Linked DNA regions of Mus musculus: region 1 is linked to region 2. A link is a contact called in public HiChIP or PLAC-seq data. All regions are on one chromosome and are shown on one strand. Each heading gives the region's core, a stretch centred on a gene start, on an enhancer-like site or on the middle of the called end of the contact. The rest is flanking DNA. Distances are from core to core; before and after follow the strand shown. Region 1 holds the start of Lrpprc (leucine-rich PPR-motif containing). Region 2 holds the start of Dync2li1 (dynein cytoplasmic 2 light intermediate chain 1).

What was found. HiChIP or PLAC-seq counts read pairs in DNA pulled down with a chosen protein or histone mark.
Region 1: an H3K4me3 HiChIP or PLAC-seq map of embryonic stem cells shows a contact between it and region 2, with 16 read pairs. The contact joins the promoter of Lrpprc here to the promoter of Dync2li1 in region 2. A contact is called at or near these places in 1 of 39 promoter capture datasets (neural stem cells), 2 of 484 Hi-C or Micro-C datasets (embryonic stem cells and regulatory T cells) and 2 of 115 datasets of contacts at active chromatin or transcription factors (embryonic stem cells and memory CD8 T cells).

Annotation. Positions count from the first base shown.
Region 1 is chr17:84,789,232-84,792,573 of GRCm38.p6, reverse strand. Lrpprc (leucine-rich PPR-motif containing) reads left to right here and starts at 1,788. Exons shown (of 38, transcript NM_028233.2): 1 at 1,788-2,209. The coding sequence starts at 2,061.
Region 2 is chr17:84,625,213-84,628,217 of GRCm38.p6, reverse strand. Dync2li1 (dynein cytoplasmic 2 light intermediate chain 1) reads right to left here and starts at 1,743. Exons shown (of 13, transcript NM_172256.2): 1 at 1,642-1,743. The coding sequence starts at 1,649.

The sequences.
Region 1 (3,342 bases), core at 539-3,038, 160 kb before region 2:
ACACCCCACATACATACCCCACACATAAACCCCACACTCACACACACATACCACACACAAACCTCACACTCACATACACACACCACACTCATAACACACACACACCCACACACACACACATTCACAGACATACTCAGGGTGGGTTTCTCACCTAAAACCCTAACACCAAGGAGGCTTCCCAAAAGCCCGTCCCCAAGGCGACTGATTCTGAGTTCCATCATGCTGACAATTAAGAGCACACTTCACAACCGAGGAGTAGAGTTTTAGGAGTAAACCCTTAGAAAGTCCATCATCATAATTACTTCCACCAACCTCGTTTCACATTTGCATCCAGAGCCCTAGCCTTCCTTGGGTGTGGCAAATGCCTGGACTCTCTGCATTCTGCTGGTAGGTTCGTTTCCCAGCAACCACCACAGCAGCTTGTATCTGTCTCTAACTGCACTCCCAGGACATCTGAAGCCCTCTCCTGACCTTCAAGGGCACCAGGCACACTTGTGGTTACACACATACATGCAGGCAAAACACTCATACACATAATAAAATAAATATATTTTTTTAAAAAAGCAAATGATTTTGCGTCACACCTACACTCAGTGGGACCCAGTGGTGTCATTCACATTCAGGGTGGGTCTTGCCACTTCAACTAATCCAATGTAAAAACTCCCTCACTGGCTTAAAGTCTGGTTTCCAAGGTGATAGTAAATCCTATCAAGATTAATCACCACAGACCGTAACCTACCTTAATCTTTTATTTATATCACAATTCTTATGTTTCTTTAGATGTACGGAATTTTGTCTAAATTGAGATCCCCCCCCCCATGTTGTATTCCCAGCATTCCAAATAGTGCCTGACACAAAATATGTGCTCAATAAATAGTACTAATGCTGAATGAGAGAATGAATTATATTCTATCATAGTGCTCTATAGTAACTCAGAGTAACTTCATCTTGCAGGGCGGTATTAGCTTCTCCAAAAGAAAGCTAAGCCAAGTTAACTCTGAACGTATATCCATTCAATAAATGCTCAAAGCACGAAGTGTCTTCAACTGATCACGAGCTTCCGCCATAAAAGAGGCTGCATTCTCATTCTGGGCACTCTGAAGTTTGTTGGCTAGCAGAAGAAACAGCCACATGGGAAAACTTGCAGAGGGAGAATTTGACTGTTCACTTGGTAGCAGTCAAGGAATAACTAAGTAGAGTGGAAACCTGTTCCCGGGTTCACACGAGTGCACAGGGAACCCTTTCAGTATGCGAGCTCTGTGAGGGCAAGAACTTGTTTTCCTAGCTCCAGACCTATCCTCAGACAATTGCACCACTCACTACCTTAGTTGCTTAGTGCATTAACTGGAAGGAGCGGGGCACTGAGAAAAAGAAACTTCAACCTTGACATTTAAAATTATACGACCTTTATTAGAATCCATTGATTTCATGAAGCGAGGCACTTAGGATGAGTTCTGTATATTTATCTACCCCATCCCCAGTCACACAAATAGCATGTAGCTAACCTGGAGGTCCACAGCCTCCCAGTTCTCTTCGTCAAGCTTTTCTCTGGCCGCCGTTTCTGAGAGCTACGGCAGGAACTACGTCACTGAGCAGCTAGGGCAGCGGCTCGGTAGCAACCGAGGCGCAAGGCTGGAACGTCGTAGGCACCCCGGGATCTGCACGGTCGGCCCTTCCCAGCAACCCTCGGTGTCGCTCCTAGTTGGCCCCCCACAAGCCCTTGCGCGCGCATGGGCGGAGCCGACCTCTAGTGGGCTCTACCAACTTCAAAGTGGAGGGGTGTTGTCGCCAGGCTCGCTGAGAGCCGGGGCGCTGGACAAGGGAACAGGGACACTGTGAACGGAAGACAAAAAACAATGTATAGTAAAACAGAAGGCGGATCCAGGGTATCCCGCGAACTCGGCTTGCCTCTCCCGTGAGCCTTGGCGGGGATCTGCCTCCTCCTCCGCTGGACGCCCTCGGTCCTTAGTTTGTCCCACTAGGGGCGACCGGGTCGTCACGTGCTCCTCCAGGTCCTCTGCAGGAGCGTGCATCCTATCCTGCCTTGGGTACGCTGAGCCATGGCAGCCCTGCTGAGACCCGCGCGTTGGCTGCTCGGGGCCGCGGCGGCCCCGCGCCTCCCGCTGTCCCTGCGCCTCCCTGCGGGCGTCCCGGGCCGGCTGTCCTCCGTCGTCCGGGTCGCGGCTGTTGGTAGCCGGCCGGCTGCAGGGTGAGTACCGGACCCTTCCTCCTGACTGGCTGCGGTGGACGGGCTGGTGTCCTGCTCGTTTGCTCCAATTCCGTGGTCCCGGCTTCTCAGGCATGAGGCCACCCCCTCCCCCATGCTTTGCCAGTGGTTTGGGGTGACAAGGTTGAGAGTCTTGAGAAGGTCATGGTCGAGGGCATGGCTGGCTTCCGGCTTGCTGCTTGAGGTCTCTGCCTGCTCTAGCTTTGGAAAGGCCCGTGAAGCTCAATGGCTTTGGGGGAGTGGATGGGGCTGAGGTGGGGACAGGCGTTGTGCCTTTCCTTAGGAGTACCCTTCCTGGGTGCTCTCGCACGCTGGTGACCAGTAACCTGCTAGTCTGTAGTCTTACGAGGCTTTGGTTTTTCATTTTCTTTTTCTTGGGATTGGGGTTTGAAGTTCTAGTGATCTAGGGATAGTTTAGAACTTGACATTTGATCATGGCCAGTTCGGGTTTTTGCTTGCGTTGTGCTGAGTGGAATTTTCCTTCAGTATTTACACAGATGTCATGGGTTGGAGATTGTCACACTAGAATGGATTAAAGGACGCGTGCAAGGTGCTCTGTTGGGATCTATGTACCTACTGCAAAAACAAGTTAAGTTCCTAGTTAGTGTCATGTATTTTTGTGAGTATATGCCTTTCTGGATTGAGGTTATAGGGAAACAAGTATGTTCACTTAAAGAACATAGATATTCTTGACAACTGATAAAGGAAGGTTGGGTGCTTAGGTTTTAGTACCGGAAAGAAATTGACAGTTGTACACCCCACACTAGAACTTTGGGGTCTAGCAAACAGACTTAGGAAGTATGATCTGGAGTGGGGAGCCATGGACTGAGGGTGCTTTGGCTTATTTGCATTAGGCTATTGGACAAATCACTCAGCAGCCCAGGCCTTAAGTTTCTTTAGGTACACAGGTGGACACCGTATAAGGTTAGGACTATTTCATGAGATACAGGGCTTGATGTATATTATAATAACACTGTAATAGAAGTAACTGTCTTCACGGGCCAGCCCGGCACGGCGTATAACTAGATAGATGAAGGAAATGCTTCATGATGTCTGAACAACTTGGTTGTCTTTGGAGAGATGCTTATTTGTAAGTTAGGGTCTTGCCTCTATTT
Region 2 (3,005 bases), core at 494-2,993:
AGAAATTTTATTTCAGTAAGATTTATAAAAATACTATTTCTTGATAGTCAATAGCTAGGTAAAACACTAGAGGACTTTTTTTCTAACTATCTTCACTTGGAAACGGCTCGTGAAGAGTACTGACAGAGCGCCCTAGCATCCATTCCTCTGCTGTGAGCAAACACCGCAACAAGGCAAGGATTTATTTTCCTCATATATCCAGGAGTCACGGTGCGTCGGTAGGTTAAGGCCACAGCAGTTTGCCTCAGCCAGACAGTCACACCCACAGCCAAGAGCAAAGAGAATGACAGCATGCCTATTTGCCCTCTTGGGGTAGGCTAGCTGTCCTCAAGCTCTAGGGACCCGCCTGTCTCCACCCCTCCTCCTAAGTCCCGAGTTTACAGACATGGGTCCCGCACCTTAGGTTTACCAGCTCAGGTCCTCATGCTTGAACATCAAGGACTTTATGCACTGGGCCATCTTCCAGCCCTCACCAAGTATTTGTTGAGCAACTAATGCATGCAAGCCTCTATGCTAATCCTCTAGTTCAAATCTATTGTCTCTGAAATGTCAATAAAAAAAAAAAAGAATATCTGCTTTGGGGGCCACAGTGATTGTTACATTGTCACTGTTCATTTAGTTTTAAACCACAAAAGCTATTGATGGCCTATAATTATTACCAGACTAGAACCTGAATCAGGGCTGGTGATAAAGTCTAAGCCGTTACCGTGCCTGCTCAATTCCCAGAACCCCACAAACAAAACGGGAGTGTTTTAAAATGTCAAAACAGGAAGACAAAGTCAAAATCGAAATCCCGAATGATCTGAACTCTTATTTCACAGGCCGAGGATTCTGCTTGCTCTGTTTACACACCAGTCCCCCAAAATATGGTTCTCTGTTTCTCAAGTACCCAGGGAAAGGAAAGGGTTCTTCAATCTGCCAAAACCCAAACAAAGAAACAAAACCCCCGCACTCACAGTTTCACTACAGTAACCTAAGCTGACTCAATTCCAGCCCGGAACTTCATAAACTCTACCGCAGCTTGTGCCTCTGATCCACAAAGTGGATCATACTGCGCCCTGGTGGACCCTTGGCCCTCTCCCTGACATCTTTGTAGGCCATTCGGAGGGAGGTTCGGGTACTTTAAAGGAACCTGGTAGAGATAAATGTTCAAGTGTATTTCATAAGCCATCAAGACCCCCAACTCTGCGCCTTCAAGGAGATGTTACACTTTCCTCCAAGGTACAGAAGCCCTGTGACACCAGGCAGGGGCCCCTGGGGAGAAGGCTCTGTGGTCTGGTTCACCACCATGCCCTGGCCCGCAACAGCATGTGGCTATCTGAAACACTTCACTGCAATCAGCGAATGGATGGAGTTGAAGATCTTTTCAAGTCGCTTTTTTTTCTAGTTTGTGACAGAATCCTCAAGTTATAGGTCGGGGGGGGGCGGGGAGCGGGGAGGGAGGGAGGGGTTGAGGGGGTTGAGTAGGAGGGTGGGATAGGGATGGAGGGTGGTGACAGCGAGGTACTACTGCTCCGACCAGCTCCGCATCGCCCACAGCGCCAGGGCTGGGTACCTCTGCTCCAACCTTCCGTATCCCTTCCCTATTCTGGTGGGAAAGAGGGCAGGTCGTGAGAGCCCCGCAGGCCGGTTCAGCAATACCTGGGCATGGTGGCTGCGCCGCCCCAGAGTTCCTGGGCTCCGCGTGAGGAACAACCCTGACCCAGGCAGGCTGCAAACACCTAGTTGGGCCAGAGAATGCAGGCTCCTCGGTTGCCATGGCAACGACGTCACGGCCGAGGTTGCGTCCCAAAGAGCAGCCTCATGGGAAGTGTAGTTCTCCACCTTCGGCTTACTTCTCCGTATTCAGCATCAAGCCCTAGGATGCCAGATGATATGGTGAGCATGCTTGTGCATCTGGAATGAAAATGTTGGGGGCTTGAAGGTTTTGTTTGTTTTTGTTTTTGTTTTTAGTTATACGGAGTGCAGACTGCATGCCAGGAGCCTCTGCTCTCTTATCGTTACTTTTTTCCTCTAGTGCCATGATTTGGAAGCTGAAACAATGTTGGGCAGTTACCTAATAAAACATAGGAGGAAAAAATTTCAACTGTTAAAATCAAAACAAGGAACAAGGTGTGCAAACTTTTTGCCCAGTTTTCTCCTCCTCCTCCTCCTCCTCCTCCTCCTCCTCCTCCTTCTTCTTCTTCCCCCTCCCCCTCCCCCTCCCCCTCCCCCTTCTTCTTCTTCTTCTTCTTCTTCTTCTTCTTCTTCTTCTTCTTCTTCGACAGGGTTTCTCTGTGTAGCCCTGGCTGTTCTGGAGCTCACTCTGTAGACCAGGCTGGCCTCGAACTCAGAAATCTGCCTGCCTCTGCCTTCCAAGTGCTGGGATTAAAGGCATGTACCACCACTGCCCAGCTTTGTCCAGTTTTCTGAACATTTGGATGTATGATGTTTTATGAAGCAGTGGATTTATTAATAAGTCAATGAAGTATGTGTTCTCCTACATACTTAATTTGTTTTATGCAGGAGGGCTTATATTTGTTTGAACTTTGTGGGCTCTTTATACATAGGCAGGAATCCCCACAAACTTATATAGAGTATTGCTCTGGGCAATACAGAGTAAGACATGAGATACAAACCCTTTTAAAATAGATGGACACAGCTAATTGTAATCATAACTCAGGGAAAGCAAGCTATTGTAGGAAAGGTACAAAGTGACCACAGCTGAAGCAGTTGACAAAGCATTCATGACAGGCTTGCTATTTGACCTGTTCTGAATGTTGAATAGACCCAGGTCCCAGATCCCTGAATGTCTGAAGGAAATTCTCTCCAAGCCTTTGGGTTCAGTTTCTATGGTGGGACGTATAAGAACATTGGGGTTTGGAATAAGATGAGCTGAGATTCAGTTCCTAGCATGCAGAAGGTTGAATGAATCCAAGGTCTCCTGCAAGCCAGGCAGGTGCCTTGCACCACGAGTTACCACCTCAGCCCTATTGGCAGATTTGAATGTAGAGACAGAAGGAGTA